2 separate regions of the Gossypium arboreum genome follow, and region 2 is linked to region 1. Evidence: chromatin contacts called from public Hi-C data. All regions are on one chromosome and are shown on one strand. The core of a region is the stretch at or near the end of the contact, and the rest is flanking DNA. Distances in the headings are between cores, read along the strand shown.

Region 1 (3,486 bases), core at 162-2,661:
GACCAAGCTATCATTACAAAATTCGGTGAATACAACCGTCACTAAGAATTTCATCTTTGGACAAAAACAAGCAAGGGGTAGACTACCAAAAAAAGAAAGTGTACCTACTAAAAAAGTAATTTGTGTACTGGTCACGTGCTTTCTTAAACTGCTCATAAAAACCATATTTTGGCTTTTCTATATAGAAATCCAACAATAGCTTCCATAGAATGAATAATCGATCCAGATGCTAAAAACAACAATGCTTTCGGATAAGCATGAGTAATCAAATGAAATATAATGGCTCGATAAAGACCCCATACCTAGAGCTAACATCATATAGCTCAGCTGAGACATTATAGAATAGGCTAATCCCCTCTTAATATCTTTTTGGGCTGGCTAAAGTAGCCCCTAATAATACCATTATTATACCTATCAAAGATATTAGATTCATTATGTAAGGTATAACTATTAAAAGAGGAAGAATGCAGGCTACAAGAAAAATTCTCGCAACTACCATAGTGGCAACATGTATAAGAGCCGAAATAGGAGTAGACCCCTCCATGGGATCAAGTAACCATGCATGAAGAGGAAATTGCGCAGATTTAGCAACTGTGTCGGAAAATAATAAAGAGACACATAAAGTAACAAATAAAAAATAAATCTCATTAATATAAATCAAGTTATTAAATATTTCAAACAAATCTTGAAATTTGAAACTTCTTGTCATCGAATAAAAACCTAAGATTTCTAATAATAAACCAAAATCGCCTATGTGATTAGTTACAAACGCTTTTTGACAAGTGTTTACTGCACGGGTCGTGTAAACCAAGAACCTATTAATAAATAAGAGCACATTCCAACTAATTCCCCAAAAATATAAATTTGTATCAAATTTGAACTAGTAACTAATCCCAACATTGAAGTATTGAACAAACTCATATAAGCAAAAAATCTCAAATATCCTTAATCATGAGACATAATTGTCATTATAAATAAGAACAAAAATTCCAACAGTAGTAATTAATATTGATATAATAGAGGTCAGTGAATCAATAAAGTAACCAAACTCAAAAAAATATCAATATGTATGGTCCAAGACCATACATATTGATAGATAGAACTTCCAATTATTTGCTGAATAAACATATTGGCCGAAAAGAATCATAATTATATTTAAAAATAAAATATTGAAAAAAGCCCACATACTAAATTTTTTTGTTGCCATCAGAAAAAATTGGGAGTCCCAAGAAACCATATATGTATTTTGAAAAGAAAACTCAAACAAGTATGCATGCAATTTGTGTACGGCGGAGCCGCCCAACTAGCAACCAGCTCACGCCATTGCTCCACGAGAACACCACAGGATGCCAGACCCTCCCCTCAACGAGAACCCCACTGATGGTATCCGACCAGGAGTCCTAGAGCTGTCACCTCTAGATCCACTCAAAACCACCACAAAGCTACGAGAGGTTTATTTTCCAGAGAGGGATTTGGAAGGAAGAAAGGGGGAGAAAAATGGAGGGGGAGGGTCGGCCAGCAAAACAGCCGGCTGCCAAGGGGAAAGCAAGGTTTTAGACTTTGAAGGCTAAACGGCACTGCGATAGACCCAAACTTTCTTTTAGCCACTCAATTCTCTCTGTAACTATTATATAAATTCAGCATGATTAAAAACAGTTTAACGGATTCACTTACAGAAGCCTCCTCCGAAACTAAACTTGTTCATCCACATGTTTGTACAAAAAGAAAAGAAAGAAAATGGCCAATCTTGTTTACTCCATTAAAACAACAGAAAATCCGACTGAAGAGGAACTAGCAGCAAAAGCTTGTTAGCAGCTAAGCAATAAACAGCGTCAGACTCAGAAAAATAGGAAAAAACCTTCTTTGACATGCCATTGCTGCCCGAAACAGAAATAAGGGGGATTGAAATTAAGCAGTAGCAGTCAGGCAAGGGTAAAAGGCAGTGCCACATGCTATCCACTGTCGCTTTCTTCCCCGTGGTAGAACACATCCAGGAACCTTCATCCACTCCCTGCTCATCACATTGTATGTAACTAGTCGGTTCATTTGTCGTGATCTCAACGACAACATGAACAAACCTTTGTTGCCCAAGCAACTCATTCTAACGTGCTTCCCGTAAAACTCTAAGCACCATATGTTTGGCATTCTGTCCACCTCCTTCCACAAGAGCGTCATCTTCTGCAGCTCCCATATGCAAACGCAAGTGGCGGCATTTTTTGTCAGCAATCCCACAAGCATGATCCTGCCCTCACACTCAGCAAGTGTGTGGTCACTCAGATGTATTGGGGCTGGGATTATAAATTGCTTCCATACCCCAGAAACCATGTTGTAGGACACAATCCCTTCAGGGTCTGACTGCATGAAGTAAAGTGTGCTATCAATGGAAATTGCTTGTGACCGAAAGTTCAGTGATAGTGGCAGCTTAATGTTCGAGGGCATGCTTCCGGGTCGGCTCCATGAATTCTTCACTGATTCATAAACTTCATACTCTCCATCACACCCCACCCACAGGATCTTGTAGCCTTCATTGGTTGAATTTCCATTCAGAGTCATTCCCACAGCAACACGTGACCACACTTTAACTGACCTTGCTGGCAACTCTTTAAATGACTGAGTCAAAGGGTTGCAGACATAAAAGTTTCTATGACCAATATCAAGAAAGCAAACTAGACCACCTACAGCAGCAACTGGCAGAGCAATCATCTTTGCTGGAAGAAAAGAGATTGTCGGGTGGTGCCATTTCTTGGTTGAAGGGTCATACATGGCTCCAACATTCATATTTTCATGAGTAATGGTATAAAACCAGGGATTGGCTAGTGGGATTTCAGCACAATGATGAGAGAAACTTTGTGATTCCAGCAAGGAATTCCATTTACGACAAACAGAGCGAAAGCGGAAAAATGTGGCAATGGGAAGTCTAGCAATAACAGCTTCAAAAAGGTCTTCAGGGAATTCTTTCCAAATTTCTTGATCCATAACCTCTGATGCAGGGGTACTTCCAGGTAATTTCCCTCGGTTCCGCTCCTTTCGTGATCTCTTGCTTGGTGGAGGCTTGAAAGGTTCCAACATCTTACAGTTTCCAGATTTCCCTGCAGCCATTACAAGACTGTAGTAATCCTCAGCAGAAGTATCATTGATATTCGGAAAACACCACCTGCATGAAAGCTAACAAGTTATCATGTTTGCAACTTTCTAATTAAACTTGAAATAACCTGAATGATTAGTAGATAACTATCAATGAAATTTAGATTATTCAGATTAAATACGTTGAAGTTTAAAACACAAGTGCCAGAAACAACATTGAGTGCATCCAAATTAACATGGTACAGATCAAGAGTTACTGTGATCTGTTTAATTCAGCAGGCCTAAAGAGAGAGTTGATAAATTTTTCTCACCATCTCATCAATCAATAGTTGCAGAAAACAAAACTATTTACCAGTTTTACCTTTAGCTAATAAGTTTATATATAAAATTAAATTAGAACTG
Region 2 (3,561 bases), core at 954-3,453, 550 kb before region 1:
TTAATTTGACAATCCAGGTGTGACAATAAACCTACTTATCCTATTCCTTATTAACGTTGAGCCCCTTTAAGCATGTCATATAAGATTCACTTCAGCCAAATTCTAAAGCTATACTAATCAATTCTGTAACACCCCAAACCTGACCTAGACGTTATGGCCGAATCTTGAAAATTACATTAACGACGTGCGAAATTATTTATTTATTTTGAAAAAAATAGAGGATTGAGTTTGAAATCATAAAAATTTCTAAGATTGACTAATTTTTTCTCTTCGAAAAATATTTAGTAAAATGTATTTATTTTTAAAAAAGAAAAGCGTCATTTAATTATAATGTTGTTTGAAAACATCTAAATATGAAGGATCTTATATTATAATTATAAAAATGATTTCTTACAAAGAAGGCCGCAACGATTTTCATAAATCTATTTAGGAAATTTACGAATTATCATTTTGTTTAAAATTTAGGAAAAACATAATTAATTTAGAAAAATGGCATTATTAAAAACACTTAAAATCCCATAATTTTGCATGCATGTGTGATAGTTTAAAGTCATAAAAATATAAATCATAACCAAAATAAAATTAAAGTCCATAGTCCAAAAGTCCACAAAAACACAACCTACAATCCAAATAGTTAAAAGTCCAATAAATATCAGTGATGTAAAATTTTCCGAGAGGCTCCACCAAGAGCTGATCCAAGTCCTATGTTTGAGTGTTACTTGAAAAGTTGAAACACTAATGGGGTGAGCTTTTTTTTTAGCCAGTCTGAGATTAACTCAAACTCATTCACAACATAAAACATATACTATACAAAGTCATAAAATCACATATCTCAATATTTCATAAGCATATCACGCATGATGATGTCAATGCATAATTCATAAAACAATGTAGATTTTAGTAAAAATGATCCTCCCCATATCCGCTACACACCATAATCGAGTTTACCCAGAACTCGACCAAACAACACACCAAATTGTGAACAGTGTCATAGTAACGTAGATAAACTGCCATATAATTAGAATCATGAATTGTGTCACATCAATGCAGATAAACTACCATATACTTCCATCTTTCAGGCATCCCACCCCATGCATGTGATATGGCCAAAACACTTAAAATCATATAGGCATGTTTAGCATGCAAATCACATATGTACTCAAGGTACCAAATTTTCACATCTTATTTTCATACGACTATCACATATTTCATATAATCACATAACATGAAAATGAAATATGCATATTTTTCATATTATTAGCAAACATCAATATCACACAACATACATTTCATAAGTATACGGTTTAAGAAAAACACTTACTTAATAGAAATTCATAAGGATGACTTATCTCACTTTATGGATACATATAGTATCCCCATCAAACAACATTATTTTAATTGCAACATTTTTATCAATATAATAATATTCTTAATTAAGTTAGTGTTAAAACTCACACTTGATCCGATGTGTAATTAATCTCCTAGAACACCCAGTCAAGGATCTACAATTAGATTTCCTAATCAAACAACAAATGGCGATCTTGAGTTAAGACTATCATCTTTAAGGTTAATACAACAAATCGATTATCAATTATTATTAACACTTATCCTTAAAAAATCTCTCAGATTAGCGATTTAATCCCAACGGCTAACGGCCTCTCAAGTTGATGTCGAGTGACCCCTCTACACATAATATGTATGAAATATTAATCATTATGAAAATAAATCACTAAGGTCCTCCCTTAAGTTATCGGCCATGGGAAAATAATAGAGAGGAGAAACTATTTCTACACTCCTTTAATACTTACTCTAACATGAACGAAACGGATGATCAATGAAACGATTTGATCACGAATCAAAGGAGAAGAAATGATCTAAGAAGTGGATTTATTCGAAAATAAATCCAAGGAAAGGTAAAGTTCAAATTAGGATTTAAATAAAATAAAATAAAATAAAAATAATGAGTATTTGAAATGAATAAGAAAACAAGAAGAGATCTCCACCGTCGGTGATGGTGCTACGGTGGTGACGGCGACAATGATCCTTGATAAAGGCACAGTTCTGGTGGAGGGGAAAGAAAAGAGGTGGGTTCGATCACTTCTTTTAAAAAAGAGAGAATAGAATAAAAAAATAAGAAAAAGATAAAATGCACAGTGGTGCACGGTGGGTGTTATGGTGGAGGAGGCGACGCTTGCAGAGAAAAGGGAAGGGAAGATGCGGCAAGGCAGTGGCTTGACGATGAGGTGGTGGTGGTGCAAGGCTAGCTACGGTGGAGGAGAAGAGAAAAGAAAATAAAAAGAAAAATGAAGGGTAACCAAAAAGAGAGAAAAAAATGAAAAAGGGAGAGGTTGGGGATGAGCTAATGGTGGGATAGTAATGAGAGGAAGGGTATGCCAAATTGGGTGAGAAGGATTATGGTCAACCATGGCTAGGTTCATTGAACCTCACACAAGGCATTTGTAAAGAGAAAAGGGAAGAGAAGGAGACAAGGGAGTGAAAAAGAGGATTATGTTTGGTTAAACATGGAATGTTGACTAACAAAAGATGGAAAAAAAACTCCCTAAGCAAGGCATGTATGGGTGGACGGCAAAGGTGTTTTTAGGACTTAGGAATTTCACCAAAAAAATTAATTAAAAATATGTTAAATTGGTGACTTAAACTTAGGACCTCTAAGATAACTTTAGAGCACTCAACCACTAGGCCAATCATTTGTTTTTAACTTAGAACATAGTAAGTAAAATATATGGCATATGACTAATTCATTTAAATTATTCGAATTTTGGGGCCCAACTTATATTTTAATGATTCATTAGGCAATAGCTTATGAAAAGTTCATGCAGAGATTACTCTCCCTCATTTTAAAGCTTTATTTCTAAACTTTTCAAAGCATGCATATACATATATTTATCATTTATGGCACTTATTTTCTATTGGATCCATCCATTCCATTGTAATTTCCTTAACTAGGGCATATACTTTTAGAGTACCTTATCAATTTAAATTCTCATTTGCTTAGCTATACATTTACCTTATTTTCATCCATTTTAGTAATAAAACATTTAGTTCTTGACCTTAACTTTTGCTTTTATCCATCTATAGTCACATTTAAAATTAATTATCAACATTTAATCCATTATCGCCTATAATAAACTCTAGTAAAACTGACTCGCATATACAAGACTCCTTCACCACACCAATGAGCACTAAAGTGCTAAACTGTAAAATAGCGTAAAACATCCCTCCACCACACTAAAGAGCTAATAAGACCATAAACTACACCACACCATAATGCAAATAAGTGCAAGGCCCAAAGGTGATAAAAAGTGCACATAAGCGTGAAACCTATGACAAAACTCTAACACGCTATAGCCCTTAATTGGCATGTCAATTGTATGTTAACATTTTACTAAGTCTAGTAAGGCACATTATGATATTTACTCATATCATATATCCATATAAATCGTCACTACACTTATTTATTTTTTATAATCATTTCCACAATGGGTCATTATGACATAATATGTCTATATTTAGCAAAATTTAATCTTTCAAAACAGAATT

What was found. A called contact is a pair of places that touch in the nucleus more often than the background predicts.
Region 2: a contact with region 1 is called in a Hi-C map of leaf, with 2.9 times the contacts expected there. The contact joins two enhancer-like sites. A contact is called at or near these places in 2 of 5 Hi-C or Micro-C datasets (both in leaf).

The regions. Positions count from the first base shown.
Region 1 is chr2:67,116,841-67,120,326 of ASM2569848v2, reverse strand. It overlaps LOC108467312 (F-box only protein 6), which reads right to left. Exons shown (of 2, transcript XM_017767937.2): 2 at 1,595-3,154. The coding sequence ends at 1,909. Among protein-coding and RNA genes, the nearest start is that of LOC108467312, 5.0 kb to the right of the region's middle. Within about 2 kb of position 1,411, at least 2 of the 2 cell types and tissues checked have an H3K27ac peak or open chromatin away from gene starts, as enhancers often do. A contact at or near this core is called in leaf, where this site is marked.
Region 2 is chr2:67,671,278-67,674,838 of ASM2569848v2, reverse strand. No RefSeq gene overlaps it. Among protein-coding and RNA genes, the nearest start is that of TRNAS-UGA, 4.1 kb to the right of the region's middle. Within about 2 kb of position 2,203, at least 2 of the 2 cell types and tissues checked have an H3K27ac peak or open chromatin away from gene starts, as enhancers often do. A contact at or near this core is called in leaf, where this site is marked.